Regions from separate parts of the Mus musculus genome. Here region 2 is linked to region 1. Evidence: chromatin contacts called from public Hi-C data. All regions are on one chromosome and are shown on one strand. The core of a region is the stretch at or near the end of the contact, and the rest is flanking DNA. Distances in the headings are between cores, read along the strand shown.

What was found. A called contact is a pair of places that touch in the nucleus more often than the background predicts.
Region 2: a contact with region 1 is called in a Hi-C map of extraembryonic ectoderm, with 1.7 times the contacts expected there. The contact joins the enhancer-like site here to the promoter of Wnt3 in region 1. A contact is called at or near these places in 7 of 39 promoter capture datasets (the HPC-7 cell line, cranial neural crest, embryonic stem cells and 3 more), 45 of 484 Hi-C or Micro-C datasets (the N1E-115 cell line, brain, cerebellar granule neurons and 18 more), 14 of 115 datasets of contacts at active chromatin or transcription factors (craniofacial prominence, embryonic midbrain, embryonic stem cells and 6 more) and 3 of 9 other capture datasets (adipose tissue, liver and pancreatic islet).

What each region holds. Positions count from the first base shown.
Region 1 is chr11:103,771,671-103,775,892 of GRCm38.p6, forward strand. Wnt3 (wingless-type MMTV integration site family, member 3) reads left to right here and starts at 2,505. Exons shown (of 5, transcript NM_009521.2): 1 at 2,505-2,678. The coding sequence starts at 2,599. It also overlaps a transcript of Wnt9b not described here.
Region 2 is chr11:103,812,214-103,816,301 of GRCm38.p6, forward strand. It overlaps Wnt3 (wingless-type MMTV integration site family, member 3), which reads left to right. Exons shown (of 5, transcript NM_009521.2): 4 at 68-555; 5 at 3,864-4,088. The coding sequence ends at 547. Among named protein-coding and RNA genes, the nearest start is that of Gm35365, 32 kb to the right of the region's middle. Within about 2 kb of position 2,813, at least 21 of the 459 cell types and tissues checked have an H3K27ac peak or open chromatin away from gene starts, as enhancers often do. A contact at or near this core is called in extraembryonic ectoderm, intestinal crypt epithelium and stem cell-derived cardiac mesoderm, where this site is marked.

The DNA of each region.
Region 1 (4,222 bases), core at 1,255-3,754:
CTGCGGCAGCAACATGCGCGGCCACTCCCCGCTTCTGGTCCCCTCCTCCTTTCCTTCTTGCACCTTTGCCTGTTTGTTTCCTACCCTCAGAACAGCACCTGGGGCTGCCTCGGGCTCTGGTTTGCCTGTAAGAGGCACCTGCATACACACAGCCCTTCAAGGGACGACCAGTTTTAGCCACACCAGGACAGCTTCCCACGTATCTCGCAGGCAGCCAACATCTCACCCAAAGCCACCAAGAGCCTTTGCCCCCGCTCTCTTGGGCTGGCACCTGTGGAATCTTAAGGATCTAAATGACCCCAAGAAGCCCTCCAGATTAGCTCTTGCCTCCACACCATAGCGGTGTGTTGGAGGCCAGAGAAAGCAACGTCCCTGTTTTCAGAAACACTAATTTTGGACTGCCCCCCCCCCCGCCCCACGCTCTGATGCAGGACTAGAGATTTAATCCGCATAGATGTTCAGCGGCCTATGGGGAGCCCCCATGGGATGAGCAGCAATCAAGATCTCAGCTAAAGGCTACCTAGTAACCCAAAAGCCTGTGAAGCAAGCTCCTTGACAGAAGCCTCAGCCCCGGGGCTTTGCATTCCCCGATAGTGGCCAACCCCCTCCTACTGCCCTCCCAGGTGAATCAGAAACGGGGCCTCAGAATCAGCCGTGCCCCTTGGGGAGGAATCTTCTGGGAATGCCCGGCCCCCGGGGGCATTTCTAGGGGTGCTTATCTCAGTACCATCTACCAGCTCCACTAGTCTTCAGCAGGTGGGGGATTGCCTGCTGTTCCTTAGCCCTCCCCACTTCTCCCCTTCCCCTTTCAACCCCCACCTCTTCCTCTGTCTGGGCGTTCACCCCACCCCCGCCCCTGTTTTCCGTCTCAGTGTCTCTATCCACTTGTCTCTCTCTATCTCCCCTTCCTCCCCTCTTTCATCTCTCCCTCTACCCCCCTCCAGCCGAGGATCGGGCTAGGAACTCGCAGAAGCTGTGACAAGCCCAGGCGGCTCTCTCGACCCTTGGTGCCCCCAGGGGCCAGTTCCTTGCTCTCCTTACACCAGCAGAAGCCATGTGCCGAGAACAGACCAGCAGGGGCAGTGGATCCGAGCTGTGGGCACCAGCCTGCCGGATCAAAGGCTAGGAATGTCTGCTCCCCGTAGGACTTCCCTCAGTCCCATCCACCCCTAACAGCAAGAAAGCCCGCCATTCCTGGCTAGGCAGGTTTGGGTGGGCTCCCTCTCTTCACCGTCTACACAGTTAAGTCCCACCATGGCTTCTCCTTTGGCTTGCTTTCTAGGTCCCAAGCCAGGAGCATTTCAAGGGCTGAATGTCTTCTGTGTCCGGGTAGAGAGGCTGAGGTACCTAGGTAAGGGGACTGAATCCTAACAATCTAGGTATGATTGGGCTCAGACTTAACTCCCAAACTGTGGAGAACTGGTAAGAAGAGTGCCCCTTGGAGGCCTGAACAGTTCCCCTTGTATAAGAGCTTCAGTAGGTCGTAGGGTGAATCTGGTGTCTGCACGGGACAACGCTTAAACACCAATCGCCAGGTTTTAGTTTCTCATCCGTAGAAGGGTCGGGAATATAGGTCAGAGACCTGGACATAGGGGAGGTAGATGTTCCTGAAGAGCCCTCGCCCCCAACCACTAATAGACAGAGCTATACCGTGTTTCACTAGTCCCAAATGCTTCCATCCTAAGATCCAAGAAACTGCAGGTACTGCTGAGGTCCGGCCAGCACGCCTGCAGGAGGAGAAAGTGACCGAATCCTCCCGCAGGAAATGCAAACGGCGGCTGGTGTCAGTTGCAGGAAATGCAAAGGCTGCAGGAGGTCGCGATACCAATCTGACTCTTGACAAAAGACTCAAATGACACTAGCTCTGTCCCCCGGCGCCGCCGGCTGGCAGACCTTCAGAGCCTCAGCGGACTCTCCCGCGCGCCCCTCGGACACCCTGGAAGCGACCTGCGGCCGGGTGGCAGGGGCCGCCAGCTCGCGAGCCCGAAAAGGCTGGAGACTGGGAGGGGTTGCATTTTCCTAGCCCCTGATCCCAGTCGCGCGATCTGGAAACAACCCCTTTGCTTTCTAGTCTCGATTCCTTACGGGCCCAAGTGCCAAGGGATCACAGAAAAGGGAGCCACCCATCAATGCCCAAGCCGACCCCTTCACCACGTGAACGCCGGGTCAAAGCTCCAGCTCCCTAAACCTGGCTCGCGTGGACTGGGAAGGGGGTGTCCCAGGCCAGCAGAGAATCCAGCGTGCCGGGTCCTCCCGAGGCCTCCGTGCGCCCGGGGCGCAGGCTTTGCCCAAGTTTGCCGGGAGATGCCCTTCCCAGAGCCGGAGTTGTGGGCCGGGCGGGAGGGGCCCGTGATTGACAGGCTGAACTACAGACTCATCTCTTACCTTAGGCCGCGGGCGCTGATTGGCTGCTCGCTGACATCCTCAAACCCGGCTGCTCGGCGCTGGGCTCCGGAGGGGGGCGGCTGCGGGTGGAGGTGCGCCTCTGACAAGCCCGAAAGTCATTTCCAACCTCAAGTGGACTTTGTTCCAACTATTGGGGGCGTCGCTCCCCCTCTTCATGATCGCCGGCAAACTTCCTCCTCGGCGCTGCTTCTAATGGAGCCCCACCTGCTCGGGCTGCTACTCGGCCTCCTGCTCAGTGGCACCAGGGTCCTCGCTGGCTACCCAATTTGGTGGTAAGACTTGCCTCTTGTCTGCCTGCGGCCCCGATCTCTCGGCCGCACCCGGGGACGGTGGGAGGCGCTGGCCGGGTCTGGGCTGCAGCAGGCCTGGGGCTCTTTTCTCCTTGCTTCCCGCTAGCCCCCCAGCCGTCCACCCCTCTTGGATCTTCTGCTGGTGTCGCCTTCCGAATCCAACTCCTGGCTTCTCAGATAATCACCATTTTCCCTGCTACCCGCCGCAGAGGCGGGAGGGCTCTCCCTACCCCTGAAGGTCTCTCGTTCTTAGTCTTCACCCTCTCCCACCCCAATTTGGGGGTCCCGAAGAACCTTCGTTTGCTCACACTTGCATTTCTGTGCTGTCCCCGCGGCCCGGCCACTCCTCTTCTCCATTTTAGGGTCTCCGTGGGTAAAATTATCCTGTCCTTTTTCGCCACCGCACCTCTTCGGTGTCTCGGTCAAGAGATTTCCCCCACAATACTCGCGTTTGCCTTCATATTTGAGACCTTAAGGGCTTTGGGAATCCCAAGCAGGGGACTTAGGGGGTATTTCAGTAGATTCTCCCCACTCCGTTCTAGATTAATTTTGAGCCTCTGAAGTGACTATAGAATTTGCTGATCCTAGATGCCATTGCTGATCCGGGTGTATTCGTTCCTTGCTTGTCCATCCCGGAGAAAAGCGAGGTGGGGGCTCTTTGAAAATGTACTTGTTTGGGAGGGGTAGGCTTGCTGGGTTTTTTTGAGCGAAAACCTAGTTCTCCATGTCAAATTCGTTGCTTTTGGAAGACGGGGAAGCTAGGAGAAAGGGCGAGGGAAGGGGGAATGCTGTCCCTGAGAAATACGGATACAAAAGGCATTTTAGTAAATAAGGCTGGGCGAGCAGGCGGAGTACTTGGAGCTGATGGGTGTGTGAAGGGATTCACTGGAAGATAAACCGCCTTTTGGAAGCCCCAGCTCCAGAGACTCCCCTGTTTTCCAAGCCTCATTGCTGCTCCTCCTCTGTAGGTCCTCCGGTGGAAGACACTAAAACCAGTTTTCTAAATTACACCCCAGCCCTCTCAGTCTCCAGCCCCCTGCATTCCGGAAAACTTTAATAAAAGAACCCTCCCCTCCTGGGCAGTGGCTAGAGCCCTGGGGGGGGTGGGAGGTGAGGAGGAGGAGGAATTTGGGACCTCTGAGTAAGAAGGAGACTGGCCCCTGGGGTGAAAGTTAGAAGTGCTACCAGGGTAAAGTGCTGCCTACATGGCCCCCTCCCTGCCTGCTACCTGCAAGCCTGCAGTATGAGGCTCAGAGCTTATAAAATACTGGGCCACACCCCAAGCCTTTTTCCAGATGCTTTGGGGTGTCTGAAGGCCAGGGGAGGGGGCAGTCATGAACCCAGGCACCCAAGCCATGGCCTGCCCAAGGTTCTGTTTAGAGGGTCCAGGAGTTGCTCCTTAGGTTGATAAATACGCCAAGGACAGACCATCTTTCTTTCCTGTGGACTTGGGCTGGTCTGGGGCTCCTGTGTGGAGTCTATAGAGCCTGTGCATGCTGGGGACAGCCAGGGATTCCACAGTGAGG
Region 2 (4,088 bases), core at 1,563-4,062, 41 kb after region 1:
GTGGTACAGAGGGGAAGCTTTCTCCCGGTGTGTCAGTCTGAACTAGCTGCTGCCCCTCTTTCCCTAGACCATCCTGGACCACATGCACCTAAAGTGTAAATGCCACGGGTTGTCCGGCAGCTGCGAGGTGAAGACCTGCTGGTGGGCCCAGCCCGACTTCCGTGCCATTGGCGACTTCCTCAAGGACAAGTACGACAGTGCCTCCGAGATGGTGGTGGAGAAACACCGTGAGTCCCGAGGCTGGGTGGAGACCCTGCGGGCTAAGTACGCGCTCTTCAAGCCACCCACCGAGAGGGACCTGGTCTACTACGAGAACTCCCCCAACTTTTGTGAGCCCAACCCAGAGACGGGCTCCTTTGGTACCAGGGACCGGACTTGCAATGTCACCTCCCACGGCATCGATGGCTGCGATCTGCTGTGCTGTGGCCGGGGCCACAACACGAGGACGGAGAAACGGAAGGAGAAATGCCATTGCGTCTTCCACTGGTGCTGCTATGTCAGCTGCCAAGAGTGTATTCGCATCTACGATGTGCACACCTGCAAGTAGTGAGCCAGGTAGGGCGCGGGGCGGGACGTGGGACTGCCCTCTCCTCCCATCCGCTAGGCCTGCTCTTCTGATTCTCGGCTTCCCAAGACGAACAAGTTCCCAAAGCTGAAGTCAGAAACTAGGCTTCCCACGCTTCCACGGGAATGGTCTTGGGGAGCGACTTGACGTATTTACACGAGGCTCAGATAATGACTGAGGGTGTGCACGTCAGCCACAAGCAATTGATTAAAATTCTTACACAAATTAGCAGTGATGAGCCAGACCAGATTTGTTCATGGCTGCTGGCTGTCATTAGTGAGCATCTATTCGGCCAGAAGAGAGGTTGAGGTCTGGTCCCAGCCATGCCCCTAAAAGTGTCATATCTCAGGGCCTCAGTTTCCCTACTGTCTAAAGGAGAGGTTCAAATGTCAGAAACAGGGGCAGGGTATGGTGGGACTGGCCTTTAATCCCAGCACTTAGGAGGCTGAGGCATCTGGATCTGAGTGTGAGGTCTGGCTGGTCTCCATAGAGAGTTCTAGGCCAGGACTACACAGTGAGACCCTGAGACAGTCACCTAGTAAGTCTCTCCTAACCCTGGGGCAGAGTCATTTCACATCACCCATGAACTGAGAGGGCAAGCTTTGACCTAACACAAATCCTCCAGAGCTTGGGAAGGTGGGTGGGGGAAGCCAGATCTGAAGCTTGGGTGGAGCGGGAGCACTCTCACCAAGTTTATGGAGGGAGACAGGAAAGAGGAGAGCTCCCAGTTCAGAGCGGCTGGGGTGAGTGACCGTGGGATAAAAGCCTGGTGGATTATGCTTCCAAGCTTCCCAGAGGTGGCCTGCATGCGTGGGAGGACCCCAAGAAAGGTCAGCCTGGAAGCAGAGTGATCCTAGAGGCTCTGGCATGGGCCAGTGTGACCCTTGTCTCTGTCCCCTCCCCTGAGAGGGCTCTGCTAGTGAGTCTGACTCTCAACTGGCTTTTCTTATTTGTCAACCAACAACTCTGGCTTCAGCATCTGTTACCTTCCCCGAGCAGCTGTGAGGAACGTGGGAAACCACATTGGTTCCTGGAAAAGCAGCTTTCTGTCCATCTATGGATGGCCAGCGCAGTGTGTTCCACCCAGGGACCTTGGAGCTGGTGACACACCAGAGCTGGTGGCTCATGTCTGCGCTCTGTAAGGGTGGGGGGGTACCTGACATCACAAGCCCATCTAAGAAGTTCCTTGTGGGGCTTAGGTTCCATTCCCAGGGTCCCTCTAGAACCATACAGGAGGCGTGGGTTTTCTTTATCAAGGTCAAGGCTGGAAGGAAGACAGCGGCGAGCTTTAGCGCTTCACGCGCCCACTGCTGAACCTCGCTCCTCATCTGCGCAGTGATGGCAGTATGGGGATCTTGATGGATTTTTATAAAGCTCAAGTTAGTGGGTGTGAATGCTGCTCTAAGTGTCAGGGTTGCCATCAGCGTTAGCACGGGGTTGCTGCAAAGGAAGATCCCATGGGCGTTCTTTCTGCTTTTCAAAGGGATGGGAGAAAAGTCAGCAAGTAGGAAGGTTGAGGTGGAAGGAAGCAGACCATGACGGCCGCCTTCTCTGGTATTCACTCTGACAAGAGTTAGCCCTGCACCCCCCAATATCAGATAGTACATACATAGCTCTGGCCGTTTTGAGGAGCTCTTGGTGTGGCTTCTTATCACTCAGCTAGAAGGGCCATTTGTCCTGACCACCCATGTCACTGAAGGTTAGACTTGAGTTAATGGCCTAGATAGACCCAGGGGTCTGCTTCCAGAAGCTTCCTATGTAGGCTTGCATAGGCCTCAGCATTGCCAACCCAAGCTTGATACATGGGGCAGTGTGGGTCCAAGATACAGAGCCCATGACTCCACTCCGTCCTTGCCCATGTGGGCAGCTGAGATCTTCCAGGCAGGGAAGGAGGTGCAGGGTGAGCCTTTGTTGTCCAGCAAATCGCTCCACTCCAATCCTTGCCTAAAAATGATCTCCTAAGAAGAATTGGGTGTAGCTGGGTAGTAGAACACTTACACCCCTGAATCAATCTCCAGTACTGGGGAGAGGGGAAAGCAGCCCCCTTTCCTCACATTCCTAAGGTAGACACTTGCTGTTTTTCTAGTATCATGCAGACATGTTTTTAAGAAGCTATGCCCACAGAGTTCACAGCCTTAATCCCTTCCCATGGGGTGGGGGGTGGAGGGGGGAGGAGGACTGGACTCTCAACCTCACACTTCCTGATAAGAAAGATCCCTCCCACTGGGATGTCCTTTGCCTCTCGGAGCCCAGGTTTCCTCCTGTGTGAAGTGATAAGGTCTGTGCCCTGCAGGGCTGCTCAGGAGCCAGACACAGCCATAAAGAGCCTGCTCTGGGCTCCTGGTTTGGAGCCATAGGCCAGAAGGTGGTTGAGACCTGGTTCCTTCCTGTCCTTTCACCCCCGAAGGCGCTGCTACTGATGGAAGCCAAGGGACAAATGGGCAGGGAGACAGCAGGCATAGAAGGCTCTGGCTTTTTTCTTGCACAAAGGGGCCACAGAGCAGAGCCCAGCAGGCCACATGCCCTTCTCTGAGAAGAGTTCAGCACAGTGGTAGCATCCAGTCCTCCCTAAGTGGGGAAGACACCTTCTCCATTGCTTGAGGTTTGTCCACTGTCTCCACTTAGCCACTAGCTTGGTATCCGAGTGCTGGTAGTTTACAAATATCTGATTTATTCTTTTTATCCCTATGTCGGAAAGGCTATGAATCTAGTCACCCCCTCTAACTGGCCCTGTGTCCTGGGTCTGTTACTAGTCTTTTGTGGGACCTTAGGCATATCCAGGTCGTCTTGCTATGCCTGGTTCAGCTCTGCCAGCAGCACCAGAGATGAGGGTTGGCTGGGGGTTGGGGGGTGCCTGGGGCGTGGCTCAGTACCTCAGATCCCACGGGATAGGGCTGTACAGAGTGATCATGCTCAGGAAAGCACCCTGGGAGGGAGTTCACCATAACTAGGTAGAGTCCGTTTCTTTTGGACAATTCACGGCAGTTGTGCGTCTGATGGCAGGCACTAGCCCTGCTGTGACTGGTGGCTCAGACTGGCAGGCTTTTCCGTCTCCACGTAGGAAGGGCAATGCTCCCTTGGTTACCTACAGTGGGCTTCCTCAGCTAGGAGGAGGTTTGAGTTGTGTGGATGCAGGCTCTGTTCTTCCTGAGGATGGCATGTCCTCCCTCAACAGCAGGCTCTGGGGCGAGGAGGGAGGCAGGGCTGGCAGCGTAGGCAGCCTGTGATCTTTGCATCCCAGGGGGTGATGTTGACAGCAGTTATGAGGTTTCTGATTCTTCCTGTTTATTTCCCAAAGGGCACTGGGAAGGGGTAGATTGTGCGGCTGGATCCATTCATCGAAGTCCCATGAGAAGCAGGATCTAGATCCAGGCCAGCCTTCGGCACTGGCCAGCAAGGAGCATGGACTGTTGCCAGCTGCATGTGATAAACGACCTGGACCCAGCCGGCCTCGGACGGACGGGCGGCTTCTTTCTCAACTAACGTCTCTCCCCCTGCTCTGGATGGTGTACGGCTTTACAGA